3 separate regions of the Sus scrofa genome follow, and all the other regions are linked to region 1. Evidence: chromatin contacts called from public HiChIP or PLAC-seq data. All regions are on one chromosome and are shown on one strand. Each heading gives the region's core, a stretch centred on a gene start, on an enhancer-like site or on the middle of the called end of the contact. The rest is flanking DNA. Distances are from core to core; before and after follow the strand shown. Region 1 has its middle 190 kb from the start of TOMM20. Region 2 has its middle 25 kb from the start of IRF2BP2. Region 3 overlaps LOC110256752 (a long non-coding RNA gene).

Region 1 (3,615 bases), core at 123-2,622:
TGGTGGGAAAAACGAGACATGAAATGACCTCAGCAGGGCACAGGGTGAGTCAGCTTCAAGGCTGGGTGTGCAGGTCCGTGACACGACATCGAGAGCTCAAAATAGGCCAGTTGCATGTTGCCCGGTTTTAGAAGAAAACTGATGATAGAGAAGAATACTCCTTCCTGGAAGAGGAATTCTTCAATTTCTCTTAAATGCCTCCAGATTCCTCCTAGCTTCCTATTTCCCTGGTTCACTAAAATCTATCTGCTGGCCACACCTACCGCTCTGATTCTGAGAAACCTCGAGAAGCTTCTCCACAGTGAAAAGATTGCTTTTCCCCAACACAGCGAAAACCCTGGAAATGGTGCAGGCAGCACTTCAGGAAGACACAGTGACAGACCCTGGAAACATTTGACTCCCATCGAAGGAAGCAATTGCAGATTCAGGATACACACCAGACTCTTCCACAGCTGCATCAACAAGCACCATCGGGGAAAAAGTCAAAACAGCCCAGAAGGCTCTGGCTGCGGATCCCAGGTACCTACATCAGCCAAGCCCTGGAAGGAAGCCACTTCCAATGTTCGTGTTAAAACAATGCTGCAATATTTTTTGGTTTCCACTGAATAATAGCTGTCAACAACTCAGGAAGGCTGTGGTTTGTTCCAGGTCTTTCTTCTTTGCAAATGTTCTTTTCTAAACATGATATTGCTCTTTTCAGCAAGGCCAAAATAAAGGCACGCACAATTACTCCAAAGGGGTAAATATTTCCGCGTTATGTTCAAGCCTTTGTTCTGTTTCTACATCTGAGAGGTCAAAGGTCCTGTATGGAGCAGACACAGTCCTTAAGTGCATGGTGGAAGGAGGGGCTTATAGGCTTCTATGATCTTCTAGAAGCCTCCATGGGTCTTTACAAAAGTCTTGGGTGGAGTTCCCATTGTGGCTCAGGGGTAATGAACCCAACTAGTATCCATGAGGCCTCCAGGTGATCCCTGGCCTCACTCAGTGGGTTAAGGATCCGGCGTTGTCGTGAGCTGTGGTGTAGGTCGCAGACATGGCTCGGATCCCATGTTGCTGTGGCTCTGGTGTAGGCCGGTGGCTACAGCTCCGATTCCACCCCCAGCCTGGGAACCTCCATATGCTGCAGGTACAGCCCTAAAAAGACAAGAAAAATAAATAAATCAAAGGTTTGACAAGTTTATTGGGCTGTTCTGTTAATATTTAAGAGTCGCCCATTCCATTCTTTTTGCCTAATTCCCATCTCCGCGTTCAAAGCGCCTGATTTGCTGAGGGCCCTCAGGAATTACAAACAGCCCCCCTCGGCCAGGCCTGGGTCTGAGCCGTCAGCCTCGGCAGAGTCGCTCTGCACCAACGCCTTTCTGTTGCAGAGCCCGTGAAACTCTCTGGACATTGTCTCTCACGTCCTTTCATCTGGACAACACGCTCCACCCCAAAGTGACCTGACCTATGAGATCACAGTAAAAAGTCAAGAAGTAGTTCTTAGAACTCTTTGCTCAGCGGGCCAAAGCTCCCAGCGGTGTCAGTCAGTGATCCAGACAAACATGTCACAGAGGAAACGGCGGCCAGGCTCGGCGCCTTGAGTCAGCTCCTCGGCTGGCTGACAGGCTGGACGATGGTTCAAGGGTCCAGCTGTGGGCACATGTCCCTCACCTGGGGTCCAGAAGGACTGCCGTATGGAAATCACCATGGGGTATGTTGTGAGATACGGTGAAACCAGAAACCCAAACATTGCTGGAAGGATTTCTCCTTTCTAGTCGTGAAAACTTTTCATCTTTCATCCATTAACATTTTGGAACACTTACGTCAAAGTTCTTTTTCCATGAATGAGATATATTATCTTTCCAATGCTTTGCCCAGAGGCAAACCCCAAAATAACAACTTCAGCTCAGGGACCATGTGCCAGACATGGTGGATCTCTTGTCATCTCCCCAATAGCTCTGCAAGGACTCTTATCGCCACTGAAGATAAAAGGGAACTGAGGCTCAGGGAGGTTCCCTAAGTCACAGAGCTAATGAGTGGCAGAGCCAAAAGCAAAGCCAGATTGGCCTCACTCTGAAATCACGGTACCTTCAAAAAGAGAGGTGAAATGTCAAAGACTCACACTGATGCCAAGTTCATTTAAAACGCCAAGTACCTGGATATTTGCAAAATTCTGGGCAGTTGTTTGAAGTGTTTTGCTCTCAGAACAGAGGCCATTCCAGTCTCTAAACACTTCATGCTTCTTGTGGAGTGACTGGCACCCAGTAGGCCCTCAGGAAGGGCAGCTGCTCATAGACCTCAAAGTCAAGTGCCATGTGTTGCCTGGATGCGCCCTCCTTCAATAATTCTGTGAGCAGGCTGACAACAAACCACATGAAAGCAAGCTCACATTCTTTGGAAGACGGCTGGTCAGAACACGGCAACACCAAGGCATCAGGTTTCCCCACCATCACAGCCTCCATATGGTACTCAGAACGCTGTCTGGGCTCAGGCGCAGTGCTGGCCTGGCTGCCCTGGTGGCACGGTACGCGGAATTCATTCCTGGAGCATATCTGGTCATCAGGGAGCCCCTCTTCACCAGGCTCTGGCTGGATCTTCCACAAGATCCAAGATGAGAGAAGCTTTACTTGGCCTGGCAGGGAATAGAAAGGCTCAGGGTCCGTCTGCACTCTTCCGATGCCCAGGGAATGGAGAACAGCCCTCCTTGGGGTGGGAGGCGTGTGTGTGTGTGTGTGTGTGTGTGTGTGTGTGTGGTGTGTGTGTGTGTTTTGGGGATGAAAAGCAAGGCCCAGAAGCTTGATCTGTGGATCAAAGACCCTCATCTACACGAGGAGGAGGATGGCACTCCCCTGGCCCTTTCTCGCATCCCAACTCACAGGTGTCAGCCAAGCCTCGACGGTCCTTGAGAGTAATCTCTCCCAAATCACAAGCAAGCGTATCAAACAGGCCAAAGAAATGACCTTGAAACACAAGCGGTTCTGAAAGATACTCTAATTCAGAGGATCTCCAGCTCTACTGTGCATCAGAATTCCCTCGGGGAAGTGGGGGGCAGGGGGCTTGTGAGAACAGATCATGAGCCCCACCCCACCCCTGACCCCTCAACTGCAGGGCCTGAGAATGTGCATCTCTGACAAATTCCAGGTGATTTTGTTTTTGTCTTTTGTTTGTTTGTTTTTTGTTTTTTGAGGGCTGCACCTGTGGCATATGGAGGTTCCCAGGCTAGGGGTGGAATCAGAGCTGTAGCCGCTGGCCTATACCACAGCCACAGCAACGCGGGATCTGAGCCACGTCTGTGACCTACAGCACAGCTCACGGCAACGCCGGATCCTTAACCCACTGAGCAAGGCCGGGGATCGAACCTGCAACCTCATGGTTCCTAGTCAGATTCGTTAACCACTGCGCCACGACGGGAACTCTAGTTCCAGGTGATGTTGATGCTACTGGTCCAGAGGCCAGAGTTTGAGAACCATTGTTCAAATTATTTAAGGAAAACAATATAAGGGCATGAGAACACTGCTCTGAATAAGAAGGATATTATTATCAAATTCCTCGCCTGTGTCAAACCCTTCACTGCCTTTGATATTTACAACACATCCTGCCAAGGAAGAATGAAGATCCCTGCTTTACAGACTAGGA
Region 2 (3,710 bases), core at 1,124-3,623, 260 kb before region 1:
GGCAGCTATAACAAAATACCACAGAATGGGGCAGAGATTTCTTTCTTAGCGTTCTGGAGGCTGGAAGTAACAGATCAAGGTGCCAGCAGATTTGGTTCCTGGCTTGCAGATGGTCACCTTCTCATTGTGTCTTCACATGGCACAGAGAGAGAGGGGGAGAGAGGGGAGAGAGAGAAGAGAGGGAGAGAGAAAGAGAGAGAAAAGGAGAGAGGGAGGGACGGAGAGGCACTTTTGGGTTCCTCTTCCTCCGTCTTATGACACTAATCCTATCCTTGGGTCCTGACCCTCATGATCCCATCTAAACTAATCACCCTGCAACTGCATCACTTTGAGGGTTAGGGCTTGAACAGGTGAATGAGGAGGGGGTACACATTCAGTGCACAACTTCCAAACAGAATAGTATGTAACATGAACCAACACTGGGCCAGGCATTATCAGCACCCTCGGCCATGGTCATGATAAATATTCATTTACCACACTCGTGCGCCAGAACGTCAGTTCTGTTACTTTGGACACGAGCAACCGAGACTCACCTTTCTACTGAAAATCATGGCCTCCCGTTGTATTTAAATTAAAATAGAACCCGCTAACTTGGCTTCCAAGAACATGGGAAATGTAGGTTTATGACTTTTCCAACCCATCTCTCACCACTTTCCCATCTTTTCTCCCATGCGGTCTCATACTTTTTTCCCTTTTTAGAAGGTGCTCTATCTGGCTTGTAGCAATTGTTTCCTCTACCTGCACTCACACCCCAACTACCTTGTTACCCGCTAAGCCCTCCTCACCCATCCAATCCCAACTCAAGCATTGAACGTTCAGAGTTGGGACAGTGAGTGTCTTTACTGCGTGTGAAGAAATTGGTATTTGAGTTAGATGAAGGGACAAGCAGAACTTTACTGGATGGGCCAGTCGGTGGGTGCACAGAAGCAGCCTTAGAGACATGAAAAAATGACCCTTATGGCCCAAAGAGACAATTTTATATTTTAAAGGGTTCATAGGCAGTTAAACATTGGTTTTCTTACAAAGAGGAATCAAGTTAAAATATTTTAAAGACCTTTTCTGAGAAGGTAACTCCGAGGGCTTGTAAATAATGCAGGAATGGGGTTGAGACCTCCTGCCTCTCACTCCAGTAGAAGCTCAGGAAGCAGTTCATGTGATGCCTTTCTTAGCTATTTTCGCAGAGGAGTATCACACACAGGTCCCTCCCGCTCCCTCAGAATAATTTTTGACTATGTACTAAGTGTCCACAACACGGGCAGATGGCCATCTGGCGCCTAAGTTGGATGCACGTGTGCGTGCATGCGTGTGCGTGCACGCGTGCGTGTATGCGTACTTGCATGGATGGATATATTGTTCATTATGCGTGTACGTTCTTGCACAGGTGTGCATGTGCGCAGGCGTGTACGTGTGCTTGCATGGGCACGCGTGAATTGGAAGGGAGACTTGGCGGACACGGCAAGTGAGTGGTGTTCCCAAACATAGGCAATGCCTCAGCTCTGACGTTGACTCTGCCCCGCGGGGCTGGAGGGCATGACTGGTGCTATCTTAAGCCAGGATTCCCTTTCACCCACTGCAGACAGAGCATAAAAATATCTCCTGTGGGCATCTCTCCCCAAAGGGGGAGGCAGTTCCCTTTCAGGGGAAACAGTGTATTTAAATAAAAAGAAATCCCCTGGAGGAGGGGGTGGGGGTTAGACATCACCAAGCTTTCTTTCCCAGGGTATTTGGGCGGAAGAGCGCGCCAGGCTGCCTTTGGGAAACCAGGAGGGAGATGTGGCCATCACGCCTCCCTCTGCCTGGAGGGAGGGTGACAGGAGAGCCCTTGATATTCTGCTCTGGCCAAGTTGCCCATTCCTCTTGTGGGGCCAGCCCAGCACCGGGCTGCCCCTGGCTGAGGCCCCCCCACCCCGGCTCCGCTCTGCTTCCTGTCACAGCCACTGGGGCACCTTGTCCATTCCTCAAGCAGCCTTATTTTCAAGCCACCCAAAAATAACAACATTTGATACCAAGGCCTCTGAAGGCTTTGACTGGGGTCATGTTTCCAAATTCTTGACTCAAGTATTGTAAATGAAAGCTCTTTTTTTTTTTTCCAGTCAGGCTATTTTTTCCTTTTTTTTTTTTTCTCAAGATGTTGGGAGAACCCCAACCAAGGAATCAGTGCTTAATGGGTCACAGGGTATAAATAGTAGTGTTGAGAACGTAACACAAGGCTCTTTGTGCTATCATGGAACCGAACCTTTAAAAAAAAAAAAAAAGAGGAAAAAAGAAAAGAAAAAAAATCTTCCAAACAGACCAGTTAACATACCAGCCCAGGGCTCTGTGGGGGGGGGGGGGGGGCGCGCAACAAATTGCTGAGCACAAGCTGCGTTCTATATTTGTCCAGCCCAGCATTCCACCACTGACATCTATTTACAGCTTTGCCATGTACACAGGATCCCCTATTCATTAAACATGTGCTAAAAAAAAAAAAAGATTCTGTATGTATTTTTGTGCTGCTGATAGTTCATAGACATAAATTAAGGAAATAAAGTCAGCAGTGAAGTGTGAATGGGGAGACTAGGTTCACATCCCTAGCCCCTAACTCTGTAATGGTCATTTTACATGTTACTGTGCAGCAGTGTGCAAGCTCTTTTCATCCACAAAATGGGGACAAACATGCCTGTTCTCTAAGAGTTGGCTCTGAGTGACGGGCAATGCGGCTTTGATAATAAAGGGATAGCAGTTCCTGTCATGGCATAGTGGAAACAAATCTGACTAGGAACAGTGAGGTTGCAGGTTCGATCCCTGGCTTCACTCAGTGGGTTAAGGATCCAGCATTGCGGTGAGCTGTGGTGTGGGTTGAAGATGCGGCTCGGATCCCCCTTTGCTGTGGCTGTGGCCAGCAGCTGCAGATCCGACTAGACAGACCCCTAGCCTGGGAACCTCCATATGCTGAGGGTGCAGCCCTAAAAAAGCAAAAAAAGAAAAAAAAAAAAAGAAAGAAAATGAAGAGATAAGATCTCTGGGCTTCTTGGCTTGGAGGCACTCTTTAAATATGAAATATTATCCTAATTAAACGAAATTTTCATCCTGGGGGTCAGTTCTTTGATGAAGTTAAATGGGAAGATCCAAAGTATCTATTAATTTGCTATCAGTCATTGTATTTGGAGATCCTGAGGGATCCTAAAAATGGATGAATTATGACAGCCCCGACGGTATATTTCTGGGTGATTATGGCAAGCCTTGGGTGGTATTAAAAGAGTTGCCAATTTTTATGTGACAGTGAAATTCATAGGCTCTAACAGAAGTACTATTATACCAGGAGCAGGGAGCAGACTGAAGGGCATGTGACTTAGCAGCTGACAAGGGCAATAATTCTCAGAATTTTGTGGCTCAAAATGTGTGCTGGCTACTGAGAACTGGGATTTTAGAAATAGAAAGTTCAGGTTACAAGCCTACTGGGCAGAAACTCGAACTCCTGGTGCTGGCAACCTGCCCCGGGTACTCAGGGGTGGGCCAAGGTTCTGGCCATTCAGTGTCCTATGTTTAAATTCCGAGCCTATAAGCAAACAAAAAAAAAAAGTTGGAAGTGTTCCCTTACCTTTTGGAAACTGCAAAATAAAATCTCCTTTGGCTAAGAGCCTCTTTCTTTTGTGGGCTCTCCTACAGGGTTTCTTGGGCAAGATTTACCTCTGTGCTGCCATGACCCTAGCTCCCCACCAGTTGCTGGC
Region 3 (3,549 bases), core at 624-3,123, 300 kb before region 1:
TCACCTCGAGGTTGGTGACCCCGGTAGATCAAATGGCAAGCATGAGTGTCAGGGGTGATTTGAGAAGAAAGATGGAAGTTTGCAAAATGAGATTTTATAGATGGAATCTCACCATAAGAAATTTGAGAGTTCATAACTATTCTGAAAATAGTTGTTATCTGCATTAAGACAACTGTATAAATAAAGGAATCAGTGATGCAGCCGGTTGGAGAGTTGTTTTAAGAAACCTGTCACTAAAAATGCAGTATAATCCAACGGTGCCTCGCCTGCCGTTTTGCCAAGGCAAACTCAGCTGGGAGGCTGCGGGGTTTCTCCACTGCGTGGAGTCATTAGGGGGATAAACCATCAGCCTGGTCTAATTAGCATTGAAACACTTCGCAAATATTTGACTTAAGGGGTTGCAAATAGTAAAATAATGTGGAGCTGATGTCTGCAATACCTTTCGAACTCGCCTCCTAACTATAGTCACATGTGTTTTACACATCAGAGGTGTTCCTGAAAAGTCAGGTGTGAATCCATATGCGACACGGAATTATGTTTCAGACATTCTAGGGATACTTCTTTTCTTTTCTTTTTTTTTTTTTAGCTTTTTGGCTTTTTGGCTTTTAGGACTGTGGCATATGGAGGTTCCCAGGCTAGGGGTCTGATCGGAGCTGCAGCTGCTGGCCTTCACCACAGCCAGAGCGACGTGGGATCCGAGCCGTGTCTGCAACCTACACTACAGCTCACGGCAGCGCCAGATCCTTAACCCATTGAGCAAGGCCAAGGATCGAATCCACATCCTCATGGATGCTAGTCGGGTTTGTTAACCGCTGAGCCATGATGGGAACACCAAGGGATACTTCTGACTTGGAGGAACTAGGTATCAGTGAAGAAGCTACAGAGAAAGCTTAATGCCCAAGACAGCTCATTCTGATGCCCCCTCCACCTCCAGCCTAGGCTGAGCCTTTGAGGACACTGTCAGCCTCAGCAGCGTCTCTGTTTCGTTGCTGGGTCTGAGAAGGAAAGGGCTAGTCCTAGAGAAGGGTCAACGGCAGGCTGTTGTGTTCCCCAGCAGCAAAACAGAGGAGGCTGGAGGAAACCACCCAAGCGCCAAGCTCTGCAGAGGGCAAGTGAAGTCGGAGTCTAAAAACAAAAAGTGGCGGAGCCCATCTCCTTGGAGCTGTTTATATTACATAACTCAAATAAACACAGCAGTGCAGGAATGGTTCCCTTGGCGGGGGCCGGTACCGCAGGGCCCAGAGGCGAACAAAAGGCATCTCCCCAGCCCCTGGTCAGAAATGGCTTCTTTAAAACAACAACAGCAACAGCAGCAGTAATAGTAACAATACTCAAGGACACACCAGGCCAATTCAGGAGGCTATCCTGAATAAATTAAGTAGAGGAATCATTCTAATTAGGACTCAAGAGGTGACTTTTTTTCCTTTTGGCTTCGGAGATAAATCCTCATCAGCAAAGTTGATGCCAGAATGGCTATTTTCCTTTGCAAAGGAGGGAAGTGAGGCCCTTGGCCCTGCTGTGAAATCCAGCAGGAGCACAGAGGCCGCTTTCTCAGGCACTGGACAGGCGTCTGACTTTCCGACTTCAATCCCCTTGTCAGCCTGGGGCACTGCTGGGGGCGGGCGGTGGGGGTCCCCAGCCTTCTGGGAAACATCAGGCTATTCCATGGAATCTGCAAGAAGAATACAAAAAAATCCAAGTTACCAACTGGGTAAAGGGACACAGGTCCACAGGTCCCGCGTTTGAACGAAATCAGAGAGTCTGGAAATTGAGAGCAGGCCAGAACCGACTGCAAGCTTTTCCGTCAGTAGCCTGCAGTCTCCCGGGACAGCAACCCCTATCATATGCCAGGGGACAAGAATAGAAAGAAAAATTGAGAACACAGCCCTGAGCACGGGCTGGTGGTATTGGTTGCCAACAGTTGCCCCATTAGTAGGCTATGGGGACATGCGAGGGAACATTTTCTGTACGAGGCTTGTGTTTAAAAATACATCTTGCTTCAAAGCTGGCTCGGGAGTGGCTGGAGAGTGAGAGTTTGCTTTTTTTGTGCTCAGTAGGTGAGCATCTTTCGGTGACTTACTGCACAGCACCCACATGCTAGGTGACAGTGACCGAGACCTCAGCCTCGCTCCCAGCAAGCTAACATCTTAGACAATTCCTGGGTGAAAGCCGCACTCCAGAAACATCCTCGGCATTGGCTTGCTGGAGGCACATGGGGCTGGGGGCAGGAGTGGAGGTTAGCTGAGGGGAACACCTCCCCACCGAGGCCTCTGACCCTTCTTATTCCATGGATGTGTCCTTGGGGGTATTTCCCTCTCCTTGTCCTTATTCTCAAAAGGAGGACACCAGCCTCTACCCACCTCCTAAGGGTGTCTGGGAGGAAGCGCTAGCAGCAATGACTTAAAAACTTTTGGCGGGTAAAGGAGTTCCCGTCGTGGCTCAGTGGTTAACGAATCCGACTAGGAACCGTGAGGTTGTGGGTTCGATCCCTGGCCTTGCTCAGTGGGTTAGGGATCCGGCATTGTCCTGAGCTGTGGTGTAGGTCACAGATGCGGCTCGGATTCCCTCGGTGGCTACAGCTCCGATTAGACCCCTAGCCTGGGAACCTTCATAAGCGGCGGGAGTGGCCCTAGAAATGGCAAAAAGACAAAACAAAAAACAAAAAACAAAAGACACCTTTGGCGGATATGAAGTTCATGATCAAGTGCTGGATGATGGCTTCCCTCACCTACCCTCCCTCATGTGTTACCTAAGCACGCATCCCCTTAAATGCTTTGCTGACAGACTGCCCTGTGGGGTGTGAAGCTGGTCTGCCAAGAAGACATCTCTGGTTCCTCCAGAGAGGTTTGCCTTTGCAGGAACCGCTGAAATCCTTCCATGTCCAAACGCATATTCTGGATAGAAAACAACAGGTGATGCACTGCAGAGGCCAAGAGGCTGTTAGGACCCGCCCATGGGTGCCTGGGTTGGGTCCCCCTTTCCCGGGGGGGTGGGGCGGGGAGATGAGAGGGGACAAATCCACATGGCAGGGTCAAGTTCAGGTCTGCCTTGAAGAAACCCTGGGGACCTCCTTCTTGAAAAACAAGTGGGACAGTGTGACAGCTGCGTAAGGAAGCCAGAGAAAAGGGTCCCCGGGGAAACCTCCCCAGGGAATGCTCTGCTTGCGGGAGGCAGTCAGGAGTGACACAGAAGACAGACAGCAGGAGGGGGGACAGCCAGGCCCCACAAGCTCTCCAAGGAATCCAGAATTAGGAGCGCCCCCCAGATGTGGAGTCTGATGGTGCCAGGGCGACAGCAGCGCTAACAGTGATGATGGTAGATATTCTTGGGGCCTGTTTGCAACAGACTGTCCTGAAGCCACGGCCCTGGAGGGGCCCTTTCTGGAAAACATCTCCCACTCTGGACTCCTCACAGCTCCTGTGGTCGTTTCCTTTGGGGGGTTTTTATCAACAAAACACACCCCAGGTTTTACGGTTGCCAGATATTGATGGCTACTTTCAACTCCGGTCAGTGGTTCCTTAGGGCACACGGGCAGTGGGACATCAGGAC

The links. HiChIP or PLAC-seq counts read pairs in DNA pulled down with a chosen protein or histone mark.
Region 2: an H3K27ac HiChIP or PLAC-seq map of skeletal muscle shows a contact between it and region 1. The contact joins two enhancer-like sites. A contact is called at or near these places in 1 of 47 Hi-C or Micro-C datasets (embryonic fibroblasts) and 2 of 2 datasets of contacts at active chromatin or transcription factors (alveolar macrophages and skeletal muscle).
Region 3: an H3K27ac HiChIP or PLAC-seq map of skeletal muscle shows a contact between it and region 1. The contact joins two enhancer-like sites. A contact is called at or near these places in 1 of 47 Hi-C or Micro-C datasets (skeletal muscle) and 1 of 2 datasets of contacts at active chromatin or transcription factors (skeletal muscle).

Annotation. Positions count from the first base shown.
Region 1 is chr14:56,305,333-56,308,947 of Sscrofa11.1, reverse strand. No RefSeq gene overlaps it. Among named protein-coding and RNA genes, the nearest start is that of TOMM20, 190 kb to the right of the region's middle. Within about 2 kb of position 1,372, at least 22 of the 83 cell types and tissues checked have an H3K27ac peak or open chromatin away from gene starts, as enhancers often do. A contact at or near this core is called in skeletal muscle, where this site is marked.
Region 2 is chr14:56,568,719-56,572,428 of Sscrofa11.1, reverse strand. No RefSeq gene overlaps it. Among named protein-coding and RNA genes, the nearest start is that of IRF2BP2, 25 kb to the right of the region's middle. Within about 2 kb of position 2,373, at least 4 of the 83 cell types and tissues checked have an H3K27ac peak or open chromatin away from gene starts, as enhancers often do. A contact at or near this core is called in skeletal muscle, where this site is marked.
Region 3 is chr14:56,605,800-56,609,348 of Sscrofa11.1, reverse strand. LOC110256752 (a long non-coding RNA gene) reads right to left here. Exons shown (of 2, transcript XR_002338680.1): 2 at 1,347-1,672. LOC106506002 (a long non-coding RNA gene) reads left to right here. Exons shown (of 3, transcript XR_002338684.1): 3 at 1-616. Among named protein-coding and RNA genes, the nearest start is that of IRF2BP2, 62 kb to the right of the region's middle. Within about 2 kb of position 1,873, at least 28 of the 83 cell types and tissues checked have an H3K27ac peak or open chromatin away from gene starts, as enhancers often do. A contact at or near this core is called in skeletal muscle, where this site is marked.